Regions from separate parts of the Rattus norvegicus genome. Here all the other regions are linked to region 2. A link is a contact called in public Hi-C data. All regions are on one chromosome and are shown on one strand. The core of a region is the stretch at or near the end of the contact, and the rest is flanking DNA. Distances in the headings are between cores, read along the strand shown. Region 1 overlaps Tspan5 (tetraspanin 5). Region 2 holds the start of Metap1 (methionyl aminopeptidase 1). Region 3 holds the start of LOC134485690 (CRACD-like protein).

Region 1 (2,852 bases), core at 64-2,563, 440 kb after region 2:
TTCTACCTTACGTGGGATCTCATTGTCTTACATTTCTGAATCACTTCTCAGAGGCTAGCTATTGTAAAATGCTCTGGAATGGCTCCTTAAAACACAAAAAGGCCTGGGCCAGGGGGACCGCTCATGTTTAGTGTGCCTGAAACTTCACGTTCAATCCCATGTTCCTGAAACCACCATCATTTCCAGAATTTCTAAGGAGGTGAGTCAGGGTGGGGCTCAAGGACTTGCACTGGGGAATTCCTAAGATGCTGATGAGACCACACATTGGTTTTTAGGAACACCGATCAGTCCTGGGAGGGGAACTTGCGGTTGTAGGGGCTAAGTCCTTGAACTGCTAAATGTAGATGGACAAAGCAACCTGCAGGTAGGTTCTCATCTCTGTCTCAAGGGTTGCCCTCTACAGATGCCTCAGGAACTTTACAAAACACAGACTCTGCCATTCTGGGCTCTTTGTGTGTGTGTGTGTGTGTGTGTGTGTGTGTGTGTGTGTGTGTGTGTGTGTGTGTGTGTGTGGTGTGTGGTGTGTATGCTCTATGAACATTGAATACACAGTGGATGTAGATAAAAGTTACAGCTTTTGTAAGAAAGCAATTGCCAGCAATCCCTTGAAACCGTCATGTTAACCCACTGGGAAAAAAACAGCGTAAGCATCTTTGTATTGTCCAGGATACTTTTAGAGACAAATGGAAGGAAAAGCTTCCATTTCATGTAGTACTCGAAGACCACACAGGACAGTGTGTCCCGAGAACTTGAGAAATGCCTCACTTCCCTGGATAGAGAAAACAGAAGTATTTTGATTTTAAAGAAACTTGGTAAACTCAAGATGGGCAAGCCCTGATGATGACTCTTCTTATCTGATGGTCTGGGGCCTGGTTAGTCCCTCCATGCTCTGGCCAGCAGTGGAGAGGTTATAGTTACAAAGATGCTTTGTTTATAAGGCTCAGAACTAGCAGACGTTTTGTCCTTGGGAAGAGCATGAACTTTGGGGAAGGTTACTAATTTATTATTTTTTAATTTCCATTGTTCATTGATTCCCACAAAGATTGCCTCATAATATATATTTAAAACTGACTGTTCATAAAAAGAATAGTAAAGGCCAGAACTTCTCATCAGAGAGTGGATGAAACCCATCTCTTTCCCTAGGGGATAACACCCTTTACATTTCTTTGGGCTTGCTTCTTGCCCCAGGTCCCAGGCTGCCTCCCCTCCAGCAGTTTCTTAGAAGTGACTGAGCAAGCTTTCACTTCTTTGGAAAAGCATTTGACCACTGGGGGCTGGGGTTTGTGTGGGCAGGAACGGAATCACTTTGCAGTGTGGCTCTCCCAGCGCCTGTTTCCGGCTCTCTTGGAGAAGAGCCCTGGGAAGCGGGTGGGCCGGACAATGAGGGTCGGAGCCCAGTGACCTGGCAGGCCCTCTTCAGCAAGCTTTGCCATTTGTACTTTGGTGCTTGTTCCGTCTCTTGGGAAATCTGTGCAGACCTCCGAGGAAGGACTGGGAACCTCTCCATAAACACTGGCTACGGTGGCCAGCACGCCAGGGCAGAGTGAGACGCTGTCCACACTCAGCAAATGGAAAGTAAATACAGCAAATGTAGCTGTAGGCGGGGCTGAGTTGTGACTCTAGTGGAAACACGACTAGGGGCACAGTAGTCAGACGTTCCTGGGTTTGGACACAGGAAGCAGGGAACAGAAACTAAACTCTGAAGGTACCAAAGCCATCTTTAATGTTCCCTTAGCCGTTTGTTTGTTTGTTTGTTTGTTTGTTTGTTTGTTATTTGAAAGACTGGCCATAGCAGCAGAATCTATCACAGTGTGGCGTTTTAGGACATTCTCCGTTTGCGGAATTAACTGGTTCCCCCTGGAGGCTTGCTGCTTCCTTATAAACTTGCCCCAAAGTTGATCTGTCCGCTCCCAGTTTGCCTGAGCCGGACACCCTGGTCTTTCACCCCTCGAAACGAGGACTAAAGTAAATGTACTTTAAAAACTAAAAGAGCCGTCGAAGCCATGGTTTTACATGGCATGCATGAATTTCACAAAGAACCAGGGTCCAGCAAAACAAGCTACCCATGTGGGCCTCTTCTCCCAGAGCTTGTGCGCCCATTAGAACGGGAAAGTTTTAGTAGCCTGCCCTCTAGTGTCAGCCATGAAGAAGCACAGCTGGCTGCTGCTGGAAGGGAGGTTCCTTGCAGATCCAAGCTGTGCTCCAGTGTTGGGAAATGGATTTGGGCTGAGGGCAGGTGCTTAGCGAGCGAGCAAGTGAGCGAGGGTAGGTGCGTTCCTACTTCCCAGTCCTGAAAGCTGGATCTCATTCTGGGAACCCAGGAACGGAACATCTTGTTCCCTTCAATATCTAAGCGCCGATCTTGCCACTAGCGTTTTATCACCTTGTTGCAGCAGGGTTTGGCAGGCCTGGTGGGAGCTGGCCCTGCCCTCCTGTAGGGTCTCAGATGCAGTTTCTAGATGATGCCCTCTGCCGCCAAGTGTTCGTCGGCCACTGTGGGGGTGCTATGTCTTCCAGGCACCTATCCTGGGGGAGGCGGCATGATAAGCTGCACTCCCTCTCCCAAGACACAGAACTTGAGGATTTTGTGTGAGCCAAGACCCAGGTCCTAAATTGCACCTCAGGTCTTCAACACTAAGTGCACAGGACAAAGGGAACAGCCTTTCCTGAACTTCCCTCCAAAAACAAGACTGACTGAAGATCTAGTGGAGTTAGCTTTGATTTGAGAATTTCTCTTTTTGGGGGGAGAACTGAACCCTGGTCTAACAAGATTTCTATCTTGTTTTGGTTCTTGCTTTAACACAGTCTATTTAACTAGCCCCAACAGGCCTGATATCCCTTGTTCTGTATCT
Region 2 (2,933 bases), core at 148-2,647:
ACCTCAGAGATAGGGTTTCTCAATGGAGCCCTGGCTGTCCTGGAACTTGCTTGTAGAGCAGGCTGGCCTAGAACTCAAGAGATCTGCCTGCCTGCCTCCCAAGTGCTGGGATTAAAGGCATATGTCACTACAGCTGATGACATAATTAGTCTTATTTAACTTTATCTAGATACCAGCATTAAATTGTACTGGAATCCTTTAAAAAAACAAAACGTCATAAATTACAGGGCTACAGTGTCTTCCTTAATTTTATTGTCAGCACAATCTTATAGAATACAGAAGGGAAAGTATCCTCATTCTGTCTGTAAAGAGTAGCACTGGAATTTGGGAAATTAATTTCACTTACTCAAGATCTCAGAAGAGTTAGCATGCCAAAGCCTTTAGACTATTGATTAACTCTCATCTCCCAGGAACCTGTCAGTTTATTGTCAACGTATTTATACGCTTGTCCTCAACAAACTGTAACTAAGAGCATAATAACTATCTACGGCTGCCTTGCCATTATTCTGAGTCTTGAAACACAACGCAACACAAATACCGTTCAATAAACACACACTTCTGTCAGGGCCCCACTCACTGCTGGGTTTGCTCACTTGCACAAAAACTTCCACCTCGGAGCCTTAAAGCACAACCCTTGAGGGAACTGTCCTTTCTACTCCGTAGGAACTTCAGTAATAGAAGAAGTGACTCATCCCTTTACCTTACCAGTTCTCAAATTAATAATCTAAGATGCCAACGGAAAAGAATGAATTACACAGACCCCCCCCCCCCCACGCCTACACTCAAAGTTGCTTAAATGTCAAAGCATGGTAGTAAAACACAAAAGAAGTGAGGCTGAAACTAGCTCTTCCTCTACGGAGGAGACTGCGGCCACCCCGAGGCCCCGGCAGGTCGCTTCCGTCTCCGACAGGGATTGCACAGGCACGGGAGAGAAGCCCCGGGAGCGCGGCCCGCGGCGTCCAGACCCGACCCCGGCTCGGGCGGAGGTCGTGGGCTACCGGTTCCCGCGCGTCCCTACCTGCGCACACACCTGGCCGCCCTCGGGGCCGCGGATGCGTGGCCCGAACCCGCCGCAGGTCAGCTTCCGCCCCCGCGAGCCCCGGCGGCCGGCTCCCGAGGCCCGGGCCGCTCCGAGGCCCAAGCGGGAGGCGACAAGGCCCAGAGGCGGAGGACCGGAGGGGCGCGGGGTGGGCGGCTACCTGCGAGCAGAAGTACGAGCCCTGGATGCCCAGCTTGATGCAGGTGGGACACTGGAGCTTGGCCTCGCTGCTGCAGCCGTCCGTCTCGCACACCCGTGTCTCCACCGCCGCCATGCTGCCTGGCTGCCGGAGGAGGGAGGAACCGCCAAAGGGAGGGGAGAGAGAGAGAGAGAGCGACCCAGCCGGGGGAGGAACTCAGATTGTAGGCCTAAGCGCCGGACCCGGAGGAGTAGGACCCACCCCTACGCAGCGCGCCCCGCCTACTCCGCGCACGCGCGCCCAGCGCCCCGCCCCTAAGCGCGCGCTCACCTGCTGTCCCGCCCCTCCCGTCCAGCCGACCCCCGACAGTCCCGCCCTCTCCGCGCACGCGTAGTGGTGCCCCTCCCGCAGCCTCCCGCAACCTCCCGCAGCCTCTGCCTTCCCCGCACAAAGCCTTGCAGCGGTGGCGATGCCACGTAGGGTCCACGGAGACCCCACACCCCACTTCTGTCCACTGGGCGCCTCGGGAGTGACGACGGGACTCCGACGGTGAAATTCTTGAGCCTTCCGTGTTTCCTTGACTTGCAAGTGGTTGGGAAGGGCGTGGGTTCCTCTGGTTGGTTCACCTGGCGCTTCTTGGAAAGTATTTCCTTTTTCTGAGTTCCGCTTCTCTTTGTCAGTGCCTGCCTCAAAAAGAAAAAAATACTCTCATTCTTAAAAAATCATCAATGGGCCGAGATGGGACTGAAGTCCGCCCTTCCTCGTGCCTTTCTTTCCACACCCGGCCATTGAAATCAGTAATGTAGTAACTGCCAGATTGTTCAATACTAGTGATATATATATATATATGTATATATATACATATATATATATATATATATATATTATAATCTGATTTTATAGTTTGAGAGAATTCTACCAATCAAGAGCTGAGGGGGTTACCCAGGCAGTGCTGGCACATGCCTTAAACCTAGCACTGAGGAAACAGGCAGACAGATCTGAGTTGGAGGCCAGCCTGGTCTACAGAACAAGTTCCTGGATAGCCAGGGTTACCAGGAGAAACCCTGTCTCAAGAACCAAACCAAAAGAGAAATGAAAAGAAATGGGAGAGTAAAAGGCTTTTAGAGTTTATCAGATACAAACATCAATACACAAAATCAGTAGACAACAGAACTACCGTTTTCTATCTTGCGTTTGTGGCTAGAAGAATGCCGTGAATTTTGATGTTGTTGTTGTTATTGTTGTTTTCTAATCTTTCCCACCTTAATAAACCAGAAAAGCTCTTATTTTCTTTAGTAACTTTTGCTGTATAGCCACTGTAAAAACATCTAATAAAAATGTATACATTGAGGAAATTAGTGACTACATATGTGTATATGTTTGAATATGACATGTAACTGAACAAATCCCAGCTTCCTAAACTGTGGCTCTCGACTTCTAAATGTGGAGTCACAGAGTATTTGGGAATAGTAAAGTTTTTGAAAGCCTAACAACCAAAAGTTATTTCAAAATTAAACGCAAACTGCTTGGAGATTTTGGCAGCACTCAGCTTGTGCGTTGTGGCCTCTGCAGCCTTGATTCTGAACCCACTGCACGTACACTCTGCATCGAGGGTGCTGCCGCATAGGCAGCAACAAACACTGCCTGGACGAGACTGCTGGAGACCAGTGTGTGCTGTGAATCGCCGTACTTTCACCATATTTGCTCTTAAGCATCGTGGTTTCATTACAGAAGACGAAGATGGCTAGTATTCTC
Region 3 (2,955 bases), core at 183-2,682, 270 kb after region 2:
CTGGGTGGTTCTGGAAATTCTTACCTTTTTCTACCATGGATATCTGAAGACTTAAGCAAATTCCCCTAGAAAGCTACCCTTTCTTCTCTTCCTACAAAACCCTGGTGCCCGTTTCCCTGCACTTGTGCAAAGTGCCCGAAGAATATACACACATAACTGCTAGGTACATGTGCTCCCCCCCCCCCCCCCCCGCCTTCTCAAAGTTTCCTCCCTCTAAGTTCTGTTCTCTCCCAGAGGTTGAAGTGCTCTGTATCTACAAACCCAATTGGCATTTCCCAGAGGAAGACAGTCCTGTATGTAACTCCTGGATCGCTTCCTCAGTTAGAAAGCAGTTATATTCCTTAGACAATATCCATCAACGGTGGGAAGAAGTTCGTGCTCTGGATGAGAACCTGGGTCAGGACTCCTCTGGGCCAGTTCCCCTTTCTCACCTCCATTTGCAGGATGAGGTTCATTTCTTTGGCCGTTGGGAAGAGTGGGTTGGTCTTGGAGGGATTGAGAGTATCCTTTGAGATGCCCACTCCCCAATTCTCTCTTCTTTAACGGCCTAGATCCATCTTGAACACCTCAACAAAGCCCACCCGCGACACTCTACTCTGCTGTTGGGTGGCAAGGCGTCCGCTCTTCCTCATAGTGCAGCAGCAGCAGGAGGAGGAGGAGGTCGGTGTGGTTAGATAGCTAGAGGACCCTGTCTCTGTGTGTCTGTGTGAGCGCGCGTGTGTGTTAGGAGGCGGGCGCTCACCCAGTCCTCATACCCCGAAGCCACTCTCTTTTTAAGGGTCCCTCCAGAGCTGCTGGTGGCCGAGAAAAGGATCCGTAGCTCATCCACCAGGGTCGGTCCTTCTACCCTGGCTCCTCTAAATCAGCGCGCTGAGGGGTGCTCCCTTGTCTCTCCCGGCGGCTAGAGGATCGGGAAGAAGGGGCGGGGAGCAAGGAGGCGAAGAAACAGAGGGACACGCGGACCGCGACAGAGGTGGCGCGGCTGCGTCGTGCGGCCGCCTCTCGGGAGCTCCCGAGCACGAGTCGAGCGCGCGCGCGCCTCGCCGACCCAGGCGCCGGGCGGAGCTGCGGGCCGGGGCGGGCGGAGCGAGCGGCGGGAGGAGCGAGCGGTGGGAGGCGCGCGAGCGGGCGGCGGGCAGCGTCTCCGCCGGCATCTGCGCGGCCGCCTTTGCCCGGAGCCCGGGGACCGAGCGCCGGACCCGCCGCCTGGCGCACGGACGCGGAGCTCCCGCTTTGTGCTCCGCGCCGGTTCGACGAGCATTCCCGGAGGCTGCGGCCACCGCGCCCCGGCGGCCTCGGAGGCCCGCGGCTGGAGGTGCCGGAGCCGCTCGGTCCGCGCGGCTGAGCCCCGCGTGCCCCACTGCTCGCCGGGCTGCTCCGAGCCGCGGTGCTCCGGGGCTCCAAACTCGGGCTGGCGGGGCAAGTGTCTTCATGAACCCAGAGGATGTCCGGGAAGCACTACAAGGGTCCTGAAGTCAGTTGTTGCATCAAATACTTCATTTTTGGCTTCAATGTCATATTTTGGGTAAGTTGGAGCGCTCCTGGGCTTCCAAGTGTTGTGGAGGGTGGGTGGGCGACGGTCCCTCGCCGCGGTCGCTGCCTTTACTTTTCGCCGCCCCCGGGGCGCCTGCCCCAGTCGCGGCGAGAGGCGTCTACCTTCCGCCTTCCCGGCTCGAGCATGGGAGAGAAAAACACTTCATCCTTTCCAGGACCGGGAGGAGGTGAAAAGAGGAACCGAGCCGGGCAGGGGGCAGCCAGGCCTTAGGGTGGCATTTTTCTTTCTTTTCTTTCTTTTTTTTTCGGGGGTGTGTGTGTGGGGCGAATAGCTTGGGTACAGATGGGAGGACGGCTCGGCAGTTTGAGAAACGAGGGAGCACACGGATTAGATTTGCTTCCCGTGGGATCTGGATGTTGGGCAGAGCGTGGTGTCATAATGGGGCAGGCTAATCGGGCAGAGCCGACCCCGAGATCCACCTTCCAGAGCCGATCTGATTGGCCGAGGGCTTGGCTCGGTGTTGCCGCGGCTGGTCTGTGCCGTGCTCAGCGTGTATCTCCTTGCACCATCTCCGGCTTTGTGTAGGATGCAGATGCCGTGGTGTGTGGCTCTGTAATGTGCACGTAAATAACACGTCCTGCATGCTCCTCTCCGGCAGTAAAGCGCTCCCTTTGCATAATGGGCTGGCCAAGTGGGCGTGAGGGGTGGAGGGATTTATTTCTCTGTGTATCCTTGTGGAATAACTAGTCATCAGTCAACATATGTTTCGGCGTGCGTGTGCCTCACGTCTTCCCTCTTTAAAGGGGTGACACACAGCGGGCCGGGTTTTAGGAACCCTCGGAGACATGCAAAGGAGAGAAGGTGTGGAAGACCTGTTTTACTGGCTAAGCAGGTGAGCCGCTGCTTGCACACCGGCTTCAAACCGTGCTCTGCTTGGCACTGCCTTGTGCGGGGCGCCTATTGTAATCAGGTTGGGACCCTACTCTTTTGTTTTGGTTCTTTACTGCGACCTTACAAACGTGTTCAGCAACCAGACAAAGAGTTCTCTAGGACAAGGGGGGAAATGGTTCGTTGGTTGGTTGGTTGGCACTGGTTGGCAGACCATGTTATTTTTCAGCCCACCTCTTCCCATCCGGTCGCCTTCCTCCCTGGCACCCCTCTCTCCGTGGGAGGTAAAGATGGTGGCCGTCCGTGGGGGATATCCCCAAGTTTCTGCGAGGTAAACAAATGATCCAGTGGTCTGAATCCAGAACGTTTTAATCTGGACTCCCCTTAATTGTGGCTGTTTGCCGTAGACACACACAACTGTGAGAATAGTTGTAGATATGCCTATGTTCTGAACCCTCCCCGCCCCCACCTCACTCACCCGCTTATTTTCTCTCAGAGTGGCTGTGTGTGTTTTTGAAAGGAAAGCAAGTGGACTTTGTGTCAGCGTGTCATCTGTCCTCAGGACTGGACCA

Evidence for each region. Hi-C and Micro-C count contacts between places; a contact is called where the count stands out from the background.
Region 1: a Hi-C map of frontal cortex shows a contact between it and region 2, with 4 times the contacts expected there. The contact joins the enhancer-like site here to the promoter of Metap1 in region 2. A contact is called at or near these places in 6 of 12 Hi-C or Micro-C datasets (the A7r5 cell line, Schwann cells, frontal cortex and 3 more).
Region 3: a contact with region 2 is called in a Hi-C map of frontal cortex, with 1.9 times the contacts expected there. The contact joins the promoter of LOC134485690 here to the promoter of Metap1 in region 2. A contact is called at or near these places in 2 of 12 Hi-C or Micro-C datasets (Schwann cells and frontal cortex).

The regions. Positions count from the first base shown.
Region 1 is chr2:230,139,003-230,141,854 of GRCr8, forward strand. Tspan5 (tetraspanin 5) reads left to right here. Exons shown (of 8, transcript NM_001004090.2): 8 at 1-10. Among named protein-coding and RNA genes, the nearest start is that of Tspan5, 170 kb to the left of the region's middle. Within about 2 kb of position 1,314, at least 54 of the 93 cell types and tissues checked have an H3K27ac peak or open chromatin away from gene starts, as enhancers often do. A contact at or near this core is called in the A7r5 cell line, Schwann cells and liver, where this site is marked.
Region 2 is chr2:229,696,333-229,699,265 of GRCr8, forward strand. Metap1 (methionyl aminopeptidase 1) reads right to left here and starts at 1,398. Exons shown (of 11, transcript NM_001106476.1): 1 at 1,200-1,398. The coding sequence starts at 1,313.
Region 3 is chr2:229,966,137-229,969,091 of GRCr8, forward strand. LOC134485690 (CRACD-like protein) reads right to left here and starts at 1,433. Exons shown (of 3, transcript XM_063282750.1): 1 at 432-1,433. The coding sequence starts at 1,433. The coding sequence ends at 858. It overlaps Tspan5 (tetraspanin 5), which reads left to right and starts at 1,440. Exons shown (of 8, transcript NM_001004090.2): 1 at 1,440-1,525. The coding sequence starts at 1,445.